Regions from separate parts of the Triticum aestivum genome. Here region 2 is linked to region 1. The links are chromatin contacts, called in public Hi-C maps. All regions are on one chromosome and are shown on one strand. The core of a region is the stretch at or near the end of the contact, and the rest is flanking DNA. Distances in the headings are between cores, read along the strand shown.

Region 1 (4,995 bases), core at 1,056-3,555:
TTAATGAAAAGGCAGAACACCTGCCAGTTAGCCTAAAAAAAAAATGTGTCAATGACATACAGAATAAGCTTTCTTCAACTGTAATATGCACGCTGTCATGCAGCCCACACCTCCCACATACAGAATGTTCCTTCAGTTCAACGCGGCTCGTCATAGCATGTTACTTCAAGACCCATCATATATATTTTTCAGCACATACCTCCTAATCTTATGCCTGTCCTCGTCATCACTAAAACGACTTATCTCCCTTGTCTCCTCTTCCTAATGATATATGCTGTCGCCACAACAAGAACTGCATTAAAAGGTTCTGCCAACATAGTCCTTATCCTCTTCCTCATTCCATATTCCTCAACTGCATACAACCATAAAAAATAAATCATTTTTGTAATATATTCAGATGGGGAGCCTCATCCCACCCCCCACCCCCACCCCCGGTGCGGTTTACACCTTCAAGAAAAACATAAAAATAACAATGCAAGTAAATACTGCATAAAGTATGAAAGAAATTTCTGTGAATCAATGTTTAAATTTTGAACTAGCCGCAAACATCACCGCGTACTCAGGCTCCTACAGCGGCAGCATCAAACTATTGCCATGTAATATTTGTTTGAGTAGAAACTCTGAATATTATAGATCTGATGCTTTTACAAGTTCAGTTAAAAGAAATGCATGTACAAGTGTGCAGACTGAACTTAGTTTTGACTGCCTGGATAACAAACGATTGAGGGGATTTCACACCAAATACATGACTGCCTAGAAAACAAGATGACACGGATATATGTATATGTTAGAAAAAAAATAGTGACAATTAATTTGTGTATTTAGGCTTGTACTGCGTGCCATTTCTTTATTTTAAGAAAATGATGCACATATATAGGTTTGGATGGATTTTTCCAGTGGGGTGCTTTGAATGGCTATTAGTTTTCCCACGCATGATACCTGATTCAACTTACTATCTTTCATGGAGCCATTACTCTTGTAGTCCTGCTCAGAATGACGACTACAGTGAACCAGTGACGAGTAGCAGCAACCCATCAGACACCTCAGAGCTCAGAGAATGACATACCCAATGCTGGCAAGACATCAGGAAAAATGTTTGACGGGTTGGCCAGGCTTGAGGATTATCATCACATACTAGCTTAACCATTGATCAGAATATTCAAATTACACTCCAGTTTCCAATCGGGAAAAAGGAAGTTATGATCTACAGTACTTTTATTTGTTCAGGAGACGAAAATGGGCTCAGATTGGATGGCAAAAGCATATTCAGAGTAAATATTCTGATCAGGTCATTTTGAACAGGTGTTATAGATAGAAAATATCATGGTTCAGGACAGCAGCAACACATCCTGCAAGGCCGTCTGTAAGAAATACAACGAGAAATGTATTAGCCGTATTATATTATCAACAAACAGGCAGGAATAATACCGACACACTATTTCAATTGACAATCGAAAATACCAGTAATGCAATTGGTTTGTCTGTGAGATTCAGAAGCACACAAAGGTGGCATGCAATTAGTTTGGGGCTTTCAGTTGACACTCGAAGCTACCAGTAATCCAACTTCCGTTCAAAGTTGGGGCAAGATCACACTGACAAACAAATACACAGCACAGAATTCAGATCCGATAGCCAACTTTTCATTGCTGATGGTAACAAGATGGTTACATCAGACACAGAACAGGAACATAACACAGCCACGATGGCACGAACAGAGGAATCCTACTACCACAACGCCAGATTTCCACCACGCAACACAGATTCAGAAGCTAACACCTCTACACCTCCAACCAAGCTCGAAGCGCTCTAGGCCCTCTCGCCACGGATGCGGCGGGCGAGCTGGATGTCCTTGGGCATGATGGTGACGCGCTTGGCGTGGATGGCGCAGAGGTTGGTGTCCTCAAAGAGCCCGACGAGGTAGGCCTCGGCCGCCTCCTGCAGCGCGGAGACGGCGGAGCTCTGGAAGCGGAGGTCGGTCTTGAAGTCCTGCGCGATCTCCCGCACCAGGCGCTGGAAGGGGAGCTTGCGGATCAGCAGCTCCGTGCTCTTCTGGTACTTGCGGATCTCGCGGAGCGCGACGGTGCCGGGGCGGAAGCGGTGGGGCTTCTTCACGCCGCCGGTGGCCGGCGCGGACTTGCGCGCCGCCTTGGTCGCCAGCTGCTTCCGCGGCGCCTTGCCGCCGGTGGACTTCCTCGCCGTCTGCTTCGTGCGGGCCATCGGGACGAGAGGCTGGGGTGGGGTGGGGGAGTGCGAGCTCTTGGGGGATCTGGGAATGGAGGATGGGATTGGAGTGAGGAGAAGGACGGGGGAGCGGGAGGATTTAATAGGCGGCGGGCGGGCGCGAGGCTGCGGAAATTTTGGGTTTCGGGGGCGGGTGGGTGATTGTTTTCGGAGGGAAGGTGGGTTTGGAGCGTTGGATTTGGTAGGAGTGGACGGTGGTGATGTGGCCTCGGGTGAGGCACGCGGATCGTGGGGGGCGATCCGCGGCGTTGTGGTTCCTGCGCCCTGATTGGTTGCGGTTCCCAGTGGGCTGTGACCGTGTGGCCCTCTGCTTGGGCCTTAGCGTGCCAGGGATCGAGACATGCGTTCTTCTCCTTAGCAATTTTAAGCTTGTCACTGCAGGGCGTTGATGTGTTTCCTTCTTTTAAAAATGAACCTTTTTTTAATACTCCCTTCGTCCCAAAATTCTTGTCTTAAATTTGTCTAGATATGGATATATCTAATACTAAAACATGACTTGATACATCCGTATTTAGACAAATTTAAGACAAGAAATTTGGGACGGATGGACTAGTTCGGATTGCTTATCACACATGTCACATGGTAAAAAAATGAACCTTTTTAACCAAGAAGATGCCATTTCTTCTATTCCCCAAACAATGCGGCTAGTGTTTTCATTGTAGCAGCAGCAAGAACTTCAGGGTTGAGTTGCCCTGGAGGATTGACGATGCCGTGTGCCATCACCTGAGGGGAGGTGACATGTACCGCTTCAAGCGATACCAACACTTGTGTCGCTCGGGTAGGCAACCGCGCAACTGTGCATAGGCCAACGGGCCAGTAGCGAGCATTGCTCAAGTCTGTCGCGACAGATATTTTTTTTTTAACCGTGTTCTGAGAAAAAAATCACAACATCAAATCAAATTAACGAATATGAAAAAAATGCGAGTTTTAAAAGCTCATGAAATTGAATACATTCTTGAATTCAAAAAATGTTCATTAAATACAAAAATGTTTAGGGATTTGAAAATTGTTCATGGAATACAAAAAATGTTCACGACTTCGAAAAATGTTTATGAATTCGATAAATGTTCACGAGCTTCAAAATGTTTGCGGATTTGAATAATGCTCATGAATACAAAAACAACAAAAAATTTAAAAAATGTGAATTTGAATAATACTCATCGATTCAAAAAATGTTTGAAATTAAAAATCATGAAATTTTAAAATGTTTTGTGAATTCAAAAATAATAATTTTTATTTTAAAAACGTTTTGCGGATTTGATGAAAGTTCACATATTCAAAAAATGGATACAAATTTAAAAATGTTCGTGAAATTAAAAGTATATTCACGGACTTCAAAAATATGTGAATTTGAAAGAAAAAAAGAGATAAAAACAAACAAGGCAAACAAAATGATAGAAGAACAACATAAAAAATAAAGCGGCCTGGAAGCTTCCCAAAACTGAGTGGGAAGCTCTTAGAAACTTAGCAAAACCACACGAGGGAAACGCTTTCTAACCCTTGATCGGTCGGCCCACGCCCGAGATCGCGTGGGCGATTGCAGCGTTAGGTGTCACACTGGCACGAGCGGAGCTACGATAATGCGATGCATACCCAATATTTTTTGCAATTTTTCCCCTAATAATTTTTACAAATAAAGCCGGCCTCCGCGGGCATCGCACGTCAATCAGCGCCAGGGGACCAACTAACCACGTGGTACGCGCCGGTCCCACAGGTCTACACCAGGCAGGCCACGCGTTCCACTGCAACCATGCCACGCAGGCCCGACGTGGGATCCGATCTTGATCCGGCCAGTTCGCCCAGATCTTCTGTGGCATTTCCGTCGTCTCCATCAGTTTCTCCAGCCACAGACGATCCGGCGGGCACGAGTGGGACTGTTCTCTCATGATCGGTTGTAGCTTCTGCACAACACGACGCAGCAGCTCTTGGATCTTCTGTGCACGTGCCTACACCGCCCCCCTCCAAGCCGGAATTATTCAATAAGTAAACTATAAAACTAAATATGGTTTAGTTGTTTCAGCTATTCCACAGGACAACCACGCTCTATTCATGAGGCCCTTGCTGATCCGAAGCGGAAGAAGGCTATGGATGAAGAGTTTCATGCTCTTCAGAAAAAAGACATGTGGCATCTAGTTCCTTCACACCCAGGTAAAAATGTGATTGATTGCAAGTGGGTGTTTAGAATCAAACGAAGGTAAGATGGTACAATAGATCATTATAAAGCTAGACTTCTTGCAAAGGGGTACAAGCATAGGTATAAACTAGATTATGAGTATACTTTTAGTCATGTTGTTAAAACTGCTGCTATTCGTCTTGTTCTATCTATTATTGTCTCCAGAGGATGGAGTCTCAGATGGCCAAATCTGCAGGATGCATTTCTTCATGGTGTTCTAGAAGAGTACGCGTATATGCAGCAACCCCTGGGTATGAGGATAATAACAAACCATTTCACACATGCATGCTTGATAAGTCTCTCTATGAACAAAAGCAAGCTCCAAGAGCATGGTACTCTCGTTTGAGCTAAAAGTTGCAAACACTTGGTTTTATTCCCTCAAAATCTGATGCATCATTGTTCATTTACAATAAGTCAAACTCCATTATCTTTGTGTTGTTTTACGTTGATGATATTATTTTCACAAGTTCATCAAATGAGGTAGTGACAATTCTTTTGAAAGAATTTAACCCATAGTTTTCTCTCAACGATCTAGGAGACTTGCACTTCTTTCTTGTATTGACATAAAGAGAAACAAAGGT
Region 2 (4,995 bases), core at 1,220-3,719, 290 kb after region 1:
TTTCCGCATCTTCTATCGACCGGTAATTAAATTTCGAGGACGAAATTTTTATAAGGAGGGAAGGATCTAACACCCGTGTGTTACTTAAGGATAATTAAAATGCATAGGTTGCCATTTAGAATTAAATTTTGCTTAATCATCATTTTTTCTAAGAACTCGGGCATGCTAGTTTTTATAAATAATTTTGGAGATCAATATATTAAGACTAGTACGTGCATGCTAAGCATTAGTAGATTTTTCTTTACACAAGCTAGCTTAGAAGATGGTGGAGTACTACATTTGCTTTAGTCCACGTACATGTACATGCATGCATCAATGCATGGCAACCGCATCCGTCGTGTCTGCTCGATCTCTATCTTGTCACCCAGTTGCCTTAATGCATGTACGAGTAGCCTGCCAACTAGCTCATACTGGTGGTTAGCTGCATTTTCTTCTCTCGATAGGCCAGCTAGCTCTTGTACTGCATTGTACTACCGCATAGGATGGTACACATTTTGCATGCGGTATTGGCGTGCCTCCTCGCTGGACTCTGACATGTACGTGTCATTTGCTCTGATACCATTTTAGCTGTCTTGCCTAGGTCCTGTCTCGGGGCGTGACAGCGGTAGCACTAGATATTCCCCCAAGACAGGAGGGGTGAGGCCCTAGCAGTCGTGCTCGTGCCGGCGTAGTTGCCTACAATGATCCGATCCTATCCCATCGGATGATCGTCTTGCTGCCATGAATACGCAATAGCCACGGACTGTGGTGCCGTTCCTGCTTCGACCAGGAAGAACACCAACAAAATTATTCAGGAACACACTCATGCCGGGACAATTGACTGTATTTTAATCTTCAAGAGCAAGGTTCTTTTTTAGTTTGTTTTCTTGTATTTTAAGATCTGGCCATCTCCAGATCATTACCATATGAAGGTAATTTTATTATGTTTGATCATTTAAATTTGTTAGGTTTTCTTCCCGAATATTCATCATGTCTACTAGAATTACCAAGATGATTTTGATGCTGCAAAGGTAAGATGAAACAAAAGCCGAAAGTTGAGGCTCAGTCTCAAGCGGATGCCCTTGACAGATATTTGTGAGAGACACTTAACTTGATTCTGAAAATTAAGCTGCAGATGTGAATGTTGATAAAGGAATGCAACAGAGGTTGAGGCTCCTGATGCAAAAAACGGATGATGGTAATTTTGTCGATGAAGGGGGTGCATATAATACTCAACAGATTGGCGACAATATCACTTGAAAAAGTTATATTGAAAAAGATTAAGTATAAAGATATGATTGAAGATTTTATTTCACGAAATACTAGATGGATGCTCCTTTTTTGGTAGAACATGAGGTTAGTTTGTTGTTGTACTATCATTTACTATTTTTTAGCATAAGTATTGATATATGTCTAAATATTATTCAAAATAAAACATACTTGAAACTATATAATAAAGTGAGACTGTGCTTTATGCATATTAGTTCTTCTGTTATATGAATTGCTCAAAATTTTGGCCCTGTTTTTGGCTTTCGCCCAGGGCCCCGAATTCCTGGAGACGACCATGTGTCTACTACAACAGGTTCTGCCCGGCTTCAGCGAGGGAGGGACGATGATGGTAGCGCGCCTTTGGCTCGCTCTATTGCTTGTAGTTGTCGCTAGGTGGTCTACGAATCTGGTTGTATTTTTTATTATTTTTATTGTGTTTTTTGAACTTTTATTATTTCTGATATTCGTTGTACTACCATAATTGAAGATGAATATATCGGAAGTTTTCTCGCAAAAAATTGTGCTTCCTCCATTTTCTTATACAAGGCCACTTCGTTTTTCGTACCAAACTTTGACTTATGATTTTGATCAACAAAATATGAATTATATGCTATAAAAATATATCATTGGAAAGTTTTTTGAAATGTGCATCCAATGAAATACTTTTTGTTGCACATAACTCACTTTTTGTTAGTAAAATTAATGGTCAGAGTTAGACATAAAAATATGAAGTGGCCTTGTATAAGAGCATGGAGGGAGTATGATTTTTATATTAAAGTGACAAAAATAATGCAATAGCAATTTTTTTACGGCAACTTGAGGCATTAATGCATAAGTTAAGATAGAATTTGCAGTTCAGCTCTCATCAACGATACGATGGGAAAAGTTAATTGTACATTATTTCTAGAGTAATTTTTGCGAAAGTTCTCTGTTTTGTTGAAATCCTAATACTTGACTGTCACGTGTTTACTGTAGCTGGTGGAAAAAAGGCAAAATTTACTGCTGATTTCTAGTACAAAAAAATTGGAAGAAGGAGCATGGCTCTCATTCAAAATTTTCTGCTGATTTATTTACAGGACCCCAGACAAGTCTCATAGCCTGCACATTTTATAAACGAACAAACCCCGAAGCAGGTCCCGCAAAAAAGTCTGAATTATATTGGCATCTTCGTTCCCATCCTCCACGCTCCGCTTGTTCCATTGGTGATGGCACGAGGTTGCTCTACCAATGGGCAATGGCCATCCTTATCGAGAGCGAAAACGTCAACACCACCATCCCCACCCACTTGACTTTGACCGTTGACCCGCTGACATCACCCCCACTCGTTCTTAAGGCCTCGGCCGCCCGCACTTCCTCCCCCCACTGTCCCCAGTAGCTCAGGCTCAGCAATCCCCGCCAATAGCCATGGATGCGCTCGTCGCCGGACAGCAGGCCAGGCGGCGGATCCGGCCGCCGGAGCCGCTCGTGATGGCCGCCTCCCCGACCACGCCGGCCGCGTTCAAGTGCCCGATCTCGCTCGAGGTGATGCGCTCGCCGGTGAGCCTCCCCACCGGCGCGACATACGACCGGGCGTCCATACAGCGCTGGCTCGACTCCGGCCACCGCACCTGCCCGGCCACGCGGCTGCCGCTCGCGTCCACCGACCTGGTGCCCAACCTGCTCCTTCGCCGCCTCATCCACCTGCACGCCGCCACGCTGCCCCCCTCGCCCTCGCCCGAGGAGGCGCTCTCGCAGCTCGCCGCCTCGCACGGTGAGCCCGCCGCTGCGGAGAAGGCCGTGCGCTCGCTGGCCGCCAAGATCGCGCCGGAGAAAGGGAAGCAGGCCTCCGTCGCGTCCGCCGTCGCCGCTGATCTCGACTCCACCGTGCCGGCGCTCCTCTCCTTCGCCAAGGGGGGCGCCGGCACCGACGCGCGCGTCGACGCGGTGAGGATCCTGGCCACTGTGGCGCCGGAGATGGTGCCCTACCTGACCCGGGACGGCACGGAGAAGCGTGGACGGGTCAAGATGGCCGTGGAGGCCATGGCTGCCGTCTTGTCCGCGGGCGGAGTCAGCGAAGATGCCAAGAAAGCCCTCATCACCGTGCTCGTGGCCGGCGATCTGGGACGCGTCGTGGCAACGCTGCTTGCCGCAGGTCCCACCGGCGTTGTGGTTCTCGAGGCGATCCTTACGTCGCCCGTGCCGGACGCCGACGTGAAGACCGCAATCGCCGACAGGTCGGAGCTGTTCCCCGATCTGGTGAGGATCCTCAAGGAGGCCGCGTCACCGGCAGCCATCCTGTGCATGGCCGCGGCCGTGCAGGTACGCGGGCGGCCCGCCCGAGCGTCGATGGTCCGAGCCGGTGGAGTGCCCGCGCTCGCGCTGGCCGTGGCGGCCGCGCCCACGGCCGCGGCGGAGTCGGCGCTGATGTTACTAGTAGAGGCAGCCCGCTGCAGCGATGGTAAAGCAGCCATCGCCGACGACGCGGCGGAGGTGGCGGCGGCCGTGATGGGCAGGATGATACGGGTGGGGCAAATGGGGCGCGAGGCCGCGGTGGCGCTGCTGTGGCTGTCCTGCTGCGCGGGGGGCGGGGACCGGAAGATGAGGGAGGCGCTGGCAGCCGCGCCGGAAGCGGTGGGGAAGCTGCTGGTGGTGATGCAAGGGGACTGCTCGCCGGCGACGTCGAGGATGGCCGGCGAGCTGCTGAGAGCCGTGAGGATGGAGCAGGAGAGGAAGGGCATGGTCTCCTCCTCCTACGACAGCCGCACCATCCATGTCATGCCTTACTAGCAGCAAGTAAATTTGTCGAGCTAACCCGCTGTGCAAATTGTGTTTGCTTCCATTGGTGAAATCGCTGTGCAAACTGAAATAACAAGGACAAATTCAGAGTGGGGACGCAAGAAACCAAGTCAAAGTGGGCAAGATAGCATTTTTGTTTGGAAAAATGTCGAGATACTCGCAGTATTACCTGTACATGCGACCGTAATTTGGACGCGTAGTGGAGTGGATGGCTACCTCTTGTTCTCTTCTGAATTGGTGGTGTGCTACTGCGCTTATTTTAGATGCCTTTCGCAGTGGTTTTGTTAGTTTTGGTCAATGGACTGATCAACACACACGCGGTCGACATGTCATCGGGACCGGCCTGCAAATGTGTTGCTTCCATTGGTGAAAATCGCGCTGCAAATTGAATTAACAACGAGAATTTTGATCGCAAAAACGAAGAGTGTGTGCCGTTGAAATCCTCTCGCAGCTCCCCTAGCGTCGGGGCAGGGATCAGACCGGGCCAGATCCAAGCTGGCCGGGTGTGAGGGCGGCGACTGGAGCTTGGCTGGAGGCGTGGTGGGGCGGCGGGTCTGGCAGGGACAGACAACGCTGTGGTGGCGCGTCGATGGTGGAGGCGGCGCTGTCAGGAGATGGTGGCAGGAGCTCACGATCAGGCGGGTGACGGTGCTGAGATGGCTGGGCCAGAATGGAGTTCTTGCGAGCAGCGACAGGCCGGTCACCTCTGCGTGCGGTGTGGTGAGCGGCGGTGTGCTTCGGATGTTACCGACATGGGCGTCAGAGCATCTCTAGCCGACCCGTATAAATGATCAAACCCATAAAATAACGTTTTTTGCAGTTCCAGTTAAAAAAAAACGAGCCTAAACAGACCTTGCAAAATCGTTCGACCTTAAAAATTTTTAAGGGGCCCTGCAAACGCGAACGCGAAACCCTCATATATATACAGTTTTGAGGGCAACTTTATCAGGGCCCGGCATACCGGTCAACGTT

The links. Hi-C and Micro-C count contacts between places; a contact is called where the count stands out from the background.
Region 2: a contact with region 1 is called in a Hi-C map of leaf, with 4 times the contacts expected there. The contact joins the promoter of LOC123182167 here to the promoter of LOC123182165 in region 1. A contact is called at or near these places in 2 of 5 Hi-C or Micro-C datasets (both in leaf).

What each region holds. Positions count from the first base shown.
Region 1 is chr1D:372,140,993-372,145,987 of IWGSC CS RefSeq v2.1, forward strand. LOC123182165 (histone H3.2) reads right to left here and starts at 2,306. Exons shown (of 1, transcript XM_044594641.1): 1 at 1,619-2,306. The coding sequence starts at 2,217. The coding sequence ends at 1,807.
Region 2 is chr1D:372,427,585-372,432,579 of IWGSC CS RefSeq v2.1, forward strand. LOC123182167 (U-box domain-containing protein 29) reads left to right here and starts at 2,470. Exons shown (of 1, transcript XM_044594644.1): 1 at 2,470-4,257. The coding sequence starts at 2,653. The coding sequence ends at 4,014.